2 separate regions of the Gadus morhua genome follow, and region 2 is linked to region 1. A link is a contact called in public Hi-C data. All regions are on one chromosome and are shown on one strand. Each heading gives the region's core, a stretch centred on a gene start, on an enhancer-like site or on the middle of the called end of the contact. The rest is flanking DNA. Distances are from core to core; before and after follow the strand shown. Region 1 holds the start of commd10 (COMM domain containing 10). Region 2 holds the start of dmxl1 (Dmx like 1).

The links. A called contact is a pair of places that touch in the nucleus more often than the background predicts.
Region 2: a Hi-C map of blood shows a contact between it and region 1, with 10 times the contacts expected there. The contact joins the promoter of dmxl1 here to the promoter of commd10 in region 1. A contact is called at or near these places in 4 of 6 Hi-C or Micro-C datasets (blood, gill, gonad and 1 more).

Annotation. Positions count from the first base shown.
Region 1 is chr6:14,988,982-14,994,815 of gadMor3.0, forward strand. commd10 (COMM domain containing 10) reads left to right here and starts at 2,258. Exons shown (of 7, transcript XM_030359867.1): 1 at 2,258-2,407; 2 at 2,768-2,858; 3 at 3,064-3,174; 4 at 3,688-3,843. The coding sequence starts at 2,379. ap3s1 (adaptor related protein complex 3 subunit sigma 1) reads left to right here. Exons shown (of 7, transcript XM_030359147.1): 7 at 892-1,614. The coding sequence ends at 1,073.
Region 2 is chr6:15,195,839-15,201,672 of gadMor3.0, forward strand. It overlaps dmxl1 (Dmx like 1), which reads left to right and starts at 3,740. Exons shown (of 52, transcript XM_030359847.1): 1 at 3,740-4,082; 2 at 5,072-5,323. The coding sequence starts at 5,237.

The sequences.
Region 1 (5,834 bases), core at 1,008-3,507:
GTCCCTTGTTAGGCTTACAATGTTCTCATGCCAAGTTAACACCATGCACTAAAGTGTTCCTTAATTATATTTTTTATAACAATATCCTAACCTGTTTTACATTTTAGAAATGGCGTCCGAGACGCCAACTAAAGCAGCCATAAAAAGCAATTCCACTGTATCTATCTATATATATATATATATTCCTTTTTTAAGTTCCCTTTGAAGTAAACCATTTAACCTCACTATGACATTACATCGCATTTGTGAAGCACATTAACCTGTAAAATAACCTCCATAACATCCATTATTATGTTCACACTTGTTAAACACATCTCTATGCATATCTATCTAAAAGCCTCATTTTCATTTCTTCATATCCAATTTCATTTATTCCCTGTACTGCTTTACCAAAATTCTCTTTGCATTTTGTACCCTCACCGGTCTTCTACAGCCTGAGGGGCCACAAGTTGCGAGCAATGCTGCCCATGCTTATTGATACATGTCAAATACAGCTGAGTGATCCAAACCCAAACGAATGACCTACTTATCTTCTCTCACAGTCGACTTCATAGTGGTTTTCCGGTTCGTGATGTAAACCATCCAAGAACCGTATAGTGCATGTGCATATGAGGCTACGTACGACATCTGAATGTACATTTTGCACATGTCTGTTTGTTTTTTGTTTTTTTTACTTGTCAGTGCTTTTTTGCATTTTGTCTGTTGTTTATCGTTGTTAGTATTATATGTTGAGTATTGCATCATATGTGTGTCTGTGTGTGTGTGTGTGTGTGTGTGTGAGCGTGTTTGGATTGTCATGTGTTAACAGTGTTGTGGAGTCGTGCACATCATGTCTGATTCCGAGGTGTTTCTTAGTGATCCTGCCTGTCTCTTTTCTCCGTGTGAATCTAGGCCGGCATCGCAGGGGCGCCCGCACGCGCCGTATCCGCCGTAAAGAACATGAATCTCCCCGAAATGCCCAGAAACATCAACATTGGAGACATCAGCATAAAAGTGCCAAACTTACCCTCCTTCAAATAGCGGCAGCAAGATGGCTACCCCGGCCCGCAGACGTCCACCAGTGTTTACTGTGATGCAATTTGTTTACCAAAACCTCACGTCACAAAGTTTTTATTCAACATATACGAGTATTGAAGGTACTGCGTGAAGCAAAAGATTTCCTCTATCATGTTTTTCCTTTTTAGTTTTTTTGGTTTGTCCTGTTTTAAAATGAATGTCCTCTATGTGGCTTGTTGGTTTGAGAGAGAAGATGGAAGTATTTATTGAACTGTAGTACATTCCTCTGCCCCCACCCCTCACAGGCACTCTTTAACGATCAGCTGATTTGGACCTGGAGATCTATTGAAATGTTTATTTTTGTTTGGTTACTTGTATGTCTCTGCCTGTATGAAGATCAAGGTTTTTAGTGGGAAGTGTTTTCTGGAGTATAGGGACCATCTGGTTGGTTTGGTTGTGCCAGAACATAGCAATCATTCCATTCATCGTTCACGGTGTGGAACCGAATTCAATGGCAAAGTGAAACAGTATTGTTGAAATGGTTTGTAAAATCAAAACAAACTGTGAAAGAATATTCTTATATTAAAATAATGCTGTATGATGGTCATTATTACTGTATATGCTGATATGTCTTTTCATTGTCTTATCAGTTTGCAAAATAATGAAAGTATTTCTTTAGATTTTATTCTATGCATGGCGTTTTTTTCTTTACTTTTGCAAGTAAATAAAGTATTCAATCTTTTTTGGGTCTTTGTGTCGGTTAATTTGAAGGAAAAAAATATGAATTTGCCTCAATTGGTGTTCAATTCTTATAAAACCAAACCTCATTGAAGGATATATAAAGATATTTCTTGCAAGTATTTGGCTCCGGAGAATACCGAAATCGATGATGTCATCATGAGATTGATATATTTATGCCCAGAAATGACAACCCACCATTTAGTACCCTGTTGAATAATGAATGGCATGCATTTAATAGCCGGAAATAACTTAAATCACTTTTTTCCTGGCAATTTCGAATACAATAAAGTAAAATCGTAAGATTAGGATCTGTCAATGCTGTAGTTACGTTACCATGCGCATTTACTGCGCAAACAGCGACCCCAACGTATCATAACGGCGATCACAAATGTTCCTTTTGAGTATCTCTATGAATATTCCTAACTAAGAGTTTATCATTAAGATTTAAAAAAAATTCTGAGAGACTACGATTTAGTTGTTTCTAATTCTGAACGAATAGTACATGAGAGCGCATTTCTGCGCAGTTTTGACACTCACGTGCGTTACTTGTGACAACAGGAAGAGAGAAGTGACATTTACATTGTGGCAACAAAAATTATCTACTTTTGTCGATGGTGCTTTATTAATAACAATTAAACATCATGGCGTCTATTTTCAAAGAAACGCAAAGGTATGTTATTGTTTACGCTCAAATAGGCTACTATTGATAAGTGAGCTAACAGTTACTGTATGCAGTGCAATATTACAGGGGAGCCTTGTATACATCAGTCAGAATTCCTCAAGATAGGTATTTTGTGTGCTTCATTAACACGTTATATTCTTCATGGTGTATACGTTTTTTGAGAACTAGAAAGGGCTAGATTTGAGGAACTACCGTACGTGAATGGTCTTGATTGAGGAATATTCTGGACTCTGTTATTGCCATTCAAAGTCTGATATTCCAATACATCTCGTCCCTCAGAGTTATTTGGAATTTCTTTATGGAATATGCATATCGAACGAGGGTAACGTTGCTGTTTCTTCCATCCAGCATCAAAGAGGCAGTGGCTTTCATCAATGCTATTGACGTGAACAAATTCTCAAGACTGATCTCTAGGATCATACAGAAACTTCACCTGAAGGTAAGCCTGCTGCTGCACTGTATTCATTCAAATATCAGATATTTAACTGTTAAGCACAGGTGCTATGGAAAAATAATGTATTAACACAATTGTTTCTGGATATATATTTATGCGATAGTGTTTGTTTATTTTTACTCTAACATTGACATCTGTACATCTCTCATAACAATTCTAACGGCTGCTTTCCTTTTGTTATTGAACGTAGGGAGAGCGGATACTTAGTGAAGACGAGGAGCTGAAGCTTCAAGCAGCGCTATCATTGGAAAAACCTGCTCTCACGCTAGTTCTCGAAACAGTCTCATTTATCCTGGAACAAGTATGATATGGAGCATTGTCGCTTTCTGCTTATGGTTTTGTCATGTATTTGTCAACTAATACCAGGGTTTACCATTGTGTGAAAAGTCCTATTGGTTCTGTATAAGGCTTGTGCTAGGTCCAAGCAGGAATGTTGCCACCTACTGCTCCCATAGAGGTGGGTTGAAAGCATGGGAAACAATATCGCCAAATTACTGCTGTGTAAATGCAGATAAAAATGATTGTAGCAGATCACAATATTGTACAGAAGAGAAGCCGACATCATGTCACGTCATAAAAACATACAGTATGGTACTTTAAGATGTGTGTGCACATACTAATTCTGGACCTTAAAATAAATATCAATATTGTCGTCCGATCTATATATGGCCATATATAAATCAACATACAAGATATAGGTGATAATTGTAATTACATGAATGAATAGCGTTTATTACTTTAAGGATACATTGATAATCAGGTGAGGTCATCCTTTTCATATGCTCTCTACTGTCCTGTGGTGTTTCCTTCTCAGGCGGTGTATCATAATGTGAAGCCGGCATCACTACAGCAGCAGCTGGAGGCGGTCCACGTGAGCCCGGAGAAGGCGGAGGTGTTCACCCAGACATGGGCCACCGCTGGCCCGGAGCTGGTGGATAAGCTCAGGCAGACCGTCTTCGCCCCAAAGAAGGTGATTCGATGGAGTAATAGTTGCCAGGTTGAGCTGGGTTGAGCTGGATTGAGCTGCGGTTGGTCACGTTACAACAGCGAAAAATGTGGTTCGGAATTAAGGATTAAGATTTGCCACCTTTTCAGATTTTTCATCTATCTGCATCATTTGTGGATTCAATGTTTACTGATGGCATTCAGTGAAGCACATATGAGCTTTTTCTGCTTTTATCTGTGTGTCATTCAAATGTATGCTCTCATTATTTATTTTGAAACTAGAGCCTGTAGCTAGGGGACATTATCACCGATCTGGCACTAAGCATGAATTATGCAGCTATGAGTCAAGCCCAACACTCACAGTGTTGTATTTAACTGTGCCCCCTCTCCCATGTGGTAATAGTTCAAACAAACATTGTCCACTTATTATACCGCATGTTCTCTCCCTGAATATTCTGCCTCATAAAAAGGGCACTTTGTTGACAAAAACAGCATAATGAGACAACAAAAATAACAACCCTCCATTTGCATTCGGTGATATGTCGTTGCTCTTGTCGTCGTACATCTTCGGAGAATTTTCTTCCCAGGGACTTGTGCGTAGTCTCTCCTGTCGTCCCTGACTACAGCTGCTGCGGCTCTTTGTTCTAACAGCAGGACAGCGAGGGGGTCACCGGTCTACCTGGGCTTTGGCTGCGGAGAGTAGATGCAGAATACAGCCATAACGTGTCTTCTTCAATACTTGTGTATTGAAGAACATCAGAGGGACAATAGGACGCTGCTTGGTTGCTTGTTTTTTATGTCACAATTTCTCGAAACTGGGTCTCAGGTCCCTGAGAGCAGGGAGCTATCTGTTGTCTTCGTTTTAAATAGGGCAAATAGTTGCCCTTGTGCTTAATTATATAGCGTTTTTGCCTTTCCTTTGAACTTGCTCTTACATAACGGACATTTCTTGTGATCCTTTTCGGTCTTCGCAATCCATTTGATTAAGTCTTGCTTTTCCCTTTCCCCAAAGCTCTGAAATGGCCGCAGTGTACCATGTATTCAGACCTATTCCATACTTTATTGAATTGAAAGTGCAATTAAAATGCACTTTCACACTGTCTGTGTTGAGGCAAACATGTGCAATTGTTTTTTAGCACAGCAGATTCCACAGAGGAAACACGCAACTCCTACACAGAATTCTCTTAAAATGCTGAGTCTGGGTTCTAGAGTCTATCATTCACACATGGTTTACTATTATTGCTCCACTCTGCATCGTAAAACACTTAGCCACCTCTCTTCTCCACTGCTCATGTATCACACTGCAACAACTGGCTGATGAGCTATATCTCAGTGCATCAGCCAGGTAGCCAGTCACAGACAATTCATGTGTGTGTGTGTGTGTGTGTGTGTGTGTGTGTGTGTGTGTGTGTGTGTGTGTGTGTGTGTGTGTGTGTGTGTGTGTGTGTGTGTGTGTGTGTGTGTGTGTGTGTGTGGGAGGGAGGGAGGGAGGGAGGGAGGGGGGGGGGGTGTTGGGAGAAGGAAGGAAGGACAGAGGACACACTACCAGGCTTTTGGACAGCGCAAGCATCCAATGAAATTTCAACCTCTAAGAAACCAACTACCCATGCATTTTTTGCGATGCGCAAATTTGAATGTTTGTAAATTCCAATTACAAACTCATCCTCGCTGGGTGACATTTAATATGCAAGCCTTTTAAAGTTGATTGAGAGTCATGGAAATCCGTACCGCTCAGGAAGAAAACACTGATAGAGATTGAAAACATTGTTAGATGTGTAAATCTCGGCAAACCGTTTGAGACACATTGTCAATTTGACTAAGAACACATTGTTCTCTCTAAACAGGTGTCATTTACTTCGTTGCACAAAATGTCATGATGGCTGAAGTGGATTTCCTCTGGGTTTTGTTTGTGGTACAGATGATGTATGATTTCAGTGAATTTGGAAATTTATATCTAGCTAACCTGGACATATACACAGCCATTACAAGGCAGCCACGGGCTGGGCCAGCACTCAC
Region 2 (5,834 bases), core at 2,490-4,989, 210 kb after region 1:
GCTTGAACTTTACTGACTCCAATCGAAGTCATTAAATGTTTTCGTGTTTCAATGCTGCCCTCTAGTGCCCTAATGTTTAGTATAGTATAATAACAATAACAATAACAATAACAATAACAATAACAGTAATAATAATAATAATAATAATAATAATAATATCAATAATACCTAGGACTGCAAGCAGTTCCTCAAGGTATTCACAACCCAAACTACAACTGACCACGTTAACCGGCCTTTTCCAGCGATTCAAAGGGGCATGTCATTACTCTTAGACATAGGACAGGGGCGGGTCTTTGTTCTTCAGCACTGGGTCCTTCCTTACTCTGAAACACACACACACACACACACACACACACACACACACACACACACACACACGCACGCACACACACACACACACACACACACACGCACACAGACACACACACACACACACACACACACACACACACACACACACACACTCTCTCTCTCTCTCTCTCTCTCTCTCTCTCTCTCTCTCTCTCTCTCTCTCTCTCTCTCTCTCTCTCACACACACACACACACACACACACACACACACACACACACACACACACACACACACACACACACACACACACACACACACACACACACACACACACACACACACATACTGGTTAAAGAGTAGATGACTGATTGTTCTTAGTTACCTGAAGACAGTGGTCACCGAATGCCATGCAGTAGCAGTTGCGCAATCTATACCTTTTACACTTAACATTTTTGCTATTATCATAGAATATAACCAACAAAGAATACAAAAAAGTTTCATTATAGTGCTATTTAGCTCAGCTGGTGATAGCCTTAACGGTCCGTTAGGTTCTCTCTTACTGACACTGAAAAGTATCCAGTAATTCATATCTGTTAAATTTAAAAAAAAGTAGTTTTAGGTCAAACATTAGTAAAACAAGCTTTTTAGTGTAAAGGGATTGATTACTTTTTTTGTCTGACTTTTTTTTCACTCCTTGATTCAATTATACGAAGCACTATAGTTGAGCTAAATGGGACCCCGTCTAGCTCAGCTAGTATGGCATTAACACTGCCATCCATGTCTAGTGGTTAGATACTCATCTGCCCATCTTTTATATCTTGTATTTATATGGAAGTAGGTTAAAAACTAAAGGCAACTTTATTTATATAAACACTTGTAAAATGATTTTTTTTGGAAGCATCATTTGGATCCTATTTGGATTATATTCTATATCGAAAATAACATCCTGGCTCTTTGTTTCTCTCTTTTTGTTGAGTGGTCTCGTTAGCTCAACTGTGCTTGTCATTAACACCACCAGGATCAGTTGTTCGGTTCCCAAGGACTTCATAACACTTAATAGCAAAAGCGTTAACGCTATGCTCAACCAGCTGTTATAGACAGCAAACATTAAAGAGGGTAATAAACACACGTATTCATCAATACAAATATGAATAAAAACAGTAATCGATAAATGAAATTCAATCTAATGTAACAAATGTAATTTGCGGATGCTGTTTAGAGTCATTAAGAAAGTTGGAATCAAACCACTGACCATGGCAGGGCTGATGCCCTACAAAATTTACTATTAGTAAAAGTAATTAAAAGAGGGAAAACACAAACAGTCCGGATGTTATTAATTTCTAACAAATAATTGAATCCCCCAAAAAAGGACTGCTAGCACTAGCAGTCACGAACGTTGTAACAGCCCACACGCACAGCCTTATCCCGCTGATTCACGATAGATGAGATAAATCTTCCGAAGCGATTTGGAACCAATCCAAATCGGGGTTTTACGGTAGGCCTACATGCCATTTCTGTGTTATTTAGTGCCCCCTTCAGGCATGTGGGGCCTCCCGCATGATCACTTTTTTTAATTGACACTGTGATGTCATCGATTGAGCTATCGACGCAAAACGTGCAACAATGTTCAGCATATAAAATAAGGCCAGTCTACAAAGTCTCAGTAATTGTCTTCTATCGGGATGGCGGGACTGCGAATTATTACGCCCCCTATCATTGACAGATGTAAAACTTTTGCGCAATCAGGGGCTAAACTTGGCGTAACCAATCCAGAATAACATTAGAAGAATCCTTACAATAACAATAGGTATCCACAGATACTCTTTGAAAGCCTAATTATGTCTAGGTAAATTACGATAACTCATATTTTATTCTATCTTAGTATCTTTCATAATTTTACCTTTGAATAGACTATTTAAAGACTAACCGACACTAGATCTTATGAAATGGATTGATGAAATTTGAACAGATGGAATCTCTCTTCCACACTCTGACTCTCTCTCTCTCTCTCTCTCTCTCTCTCTCTCTCTCTCTCTCTCTCTCTCTCTCTCTCTCTCTCTCTCTCTCTCTCTCTCTCTCTCTCTCTCTCTCTCTCTCTCTCTCTCTCTCTCTCTCTCTCTCTCTCTCTCTCTCTCTCTCTCTCTCTCCATCTCTCTCCCCTTCTCTCTTACTGTCTGTGTGGGTGGTTGGTAGGTTGCATCTGAGCGAAAACGTATGCACACACAAATACTCAAGCACAGAGGCACGAGTGCAGGAATACATTGTGTGGGTTTTGAAAGGGCATAGACCCCTGTGCATGTGTATGTCAATATTGAAAAGCAATGCAATATTTAGTATAGTTACACTACAAGCATGAGCTGAATCTTTAATAACATTGTGACCTACTTCCCGATGAGTAAAAGTCAACGTTGTCCCCATCAATGGCAGCCAGCTGCCATGGAAGGAACGTCCTGAATGTGCGCTAATGTCACTGACATGTCAGCCATTTTAATTATTCATGAATAGACTGTCTGAGACATTTATCTCTATACCCTTGGCTTTAATTGAGCTTGAAATGTCCTCTCCCCAACTTGCTCTCTTTTTGTTTTCCATTACGAGGAGGGCAAGCTGAATGTCGGATGTAGGCCCACACTGTTGATTTTGAGGATGCTTGGATCCCACTCCACACCAGAGCACCCCAAGCCACTTGTTGGCAAACTCTAGGTCAGAAGGAGGTTATTGAGAAATGGTTGGCATGTTACCATCAGGCTCAAAACACATTGATGTAAACTGTACGTACACAATGCCATGTGTAAACGTGTTTAAGGACAGAAATGTGTACTGAAGTTGAATAGATGCATGCACAATATGGATTGAACATATCTCTCTCTCTCTCTCTCTCTCTCTCTCTCTCTCTCTCTCTCTCACACACACGCACGCACGCACGCACACACGCACACGGGCGAGCGCGCGCGCACACACACACACACACACACACACACACACACACACACACACACACACACACACACACACACACACACACACACACACACACACCTAAAAACAAGCAATGCTGCGGACACTAGCCGATGCATTTTGATTAGACACAGCTGGATAGGGACCTCTTGTGGCCTTCTTTCGCACTTTATTGACACATATTTAGCCTACTTTTAGGAGATTAAGGCATTCTTTTTCAGAAGCTGTGGAATACATTGATTGCATTATCGCATAAATCAAGAGCTAAAAAACTATAATACGAAGACTTGCAAAATGATAAATAGACACACACAGGCGCCTTATTTTTATGTTCGAGGGCTTTATTGACCAATCACAAACCGCATTAAGTCTACATTTCAGCTATAGACAGTGAGACTACACAACATTAAAATGATGAGAACAAACCTCTAAAATTGTAACCAATTGAACCATAACGTGTCAGCATTGATAAACTACAATGACCAAGATGCATTGCACCTAAACAGTCATCGTGACACATCGACAACATTGAAAGCTTGCTCGCAGGATCCCATCCATTTCATAACTTTAGAGCATCCTTTTGGTTTGCGTTTTACGTGAGGGGCTTTGCCTATGTGTCTAAGCAACCGCAGTGTGTCCGTAATTGAATGACACGATTCATGCGTTAACATTTTTGGCTAGCTTATAACCTTGGCTAAAAAAACTGCTCGGCGTGCCCCAAGTAGTCGTGTGCTAAAGCTAGCTTATCTCACGTAAATAAAACGGCTAGACCTTGTGTTAAAGGTTCAGATTGCAGGGCTGCTGGTGCATGGTTGCTGAACAATATCGCCTGGTGAGTAGCGAAGTTATTATTGCATTTTCCTTCAATTGTGCCAGCGTTACGTTTGCTCGGGTGATGCTGTGCTGTGTTGACTGGCTACACTTGACAGCTAGCTAACTTGAAATTAGCTTCCTCGTTCAGGATCTAGAGTTTGCGTATGTGACTGCCGAGAAGATGTTGATGGTTTGGCTATACATATGTATGTACATGCCTTCTGATGAGCTTCCTGTAATACTGTTGAATTGTGTGACAGGCTGATGTTATAACATTAAGCTGACTTGTCTCTCGGCAGTACGTGGGAATGTTGACTGTGATCACGTGAGTTGCAACAGGGAAGTGAACAGTACTGGAAGTAAATAGTGCAGGAGAGTCCCTCGTTTAAAATACTAGTGGTTTGCCTAAGTCTATATGCAACTGGTAGCAAGATAGTCGAGTTAGACCGACTTTTGTGCTTTCTACTCTGCTCCTAAAGGACGGAGGGATGGCCCACTAACTTTGGGTAACAATCAACTATTTTGTCTGTACTAGGATGTTCATTTGAATCACTGATATTGTGTGTATATATTTATATATATATATATATATTCTTTATTTAAACGCTTATTGACCGTTCTTAATTACGTTTTTTGTCTTTCGTGCACTGGGCCGTTATCAGTAATGGGGATTGTATGTGGAGTAGAGCGATAAGGTTTCAGCAGTCTCTGCCCATTTGGCAAGGCCGACGCTGATTAATGTCATAGACCTTTGTCATGGGAAAAGGAAACACTGTATTACCTATGAGGTATATTTCTAAGGTTTGTCATTCATTTCCACTGGTTTCATGGCTGTATCCCAAATGGAATAAGGATGTAGGCTACAACGAAATTACTCATTCGAAATGCTTTCTAAACAGAGAGCGATATTGACCAAGAGACGCAGGGGGATAGGCGATACATTAAGTGAATGCACTGTTAATACTATTGGATGCTTACACTCAAAACGTTCTTTCCTCTCCATTCCAGCTTTCTTCAACATCGGGTTCCAGGATTACTTTTGTACATTTTGGTTTCATTCAAAGATGACTTTGTCATTACCCTGGTTTTGCACATACATCACGTAGATCTGGAAAGAGAGGATTAATACTGCACTAGGCCAGTGCCGCACATGGTGTGGGTGAAACTTAAGTCATGAACCTCCATCAAGTCCTCACAGGGGCAGTCAATCCAGGGGACAACTGCTTCTCCGTGGGGAGTGTCAATAATGTGCCATTCACGGTAAGAGATTGACACAGCCTTGGAGTGAACTTGCTTGCAGCCCTTTTAAAGTCGATATTGCCTGACCCATGTTTTAATACCTTAGTCGACTACAATGATCCAGTTTACTCTTTTTACTTTGATTAGTGTCTTCACTGTTAACCAAAGGTAATTGTTGATGTGTTGAAAGTGAAATGATCAAGTTGTCGACCCTAAATAAGTCACGCTCTAGGCAATGTAGATTAATGGTGATTTTTGTTACTATAAATCTTCTTTATTTTTGGGGCTGTAATTCATTTATTAATTATTATAATTGTTTTTATTTAATTGCAGATTTGCAGATTTGATGTGACTTATTGTAATTTAAATAGCAATCATCCTAATGGATTCTTTGTCAGACTCCATTGACGGAATCGGGTTAATTTACTTTAAAGTTCACACAAAAATGGCAGATGACTGTCTCTGTAGGTGGGACATTGGCGGTGGTGCGTCCTTTTCATCCCTGTCTGAGTGAATATCCCCTGACTTGCCC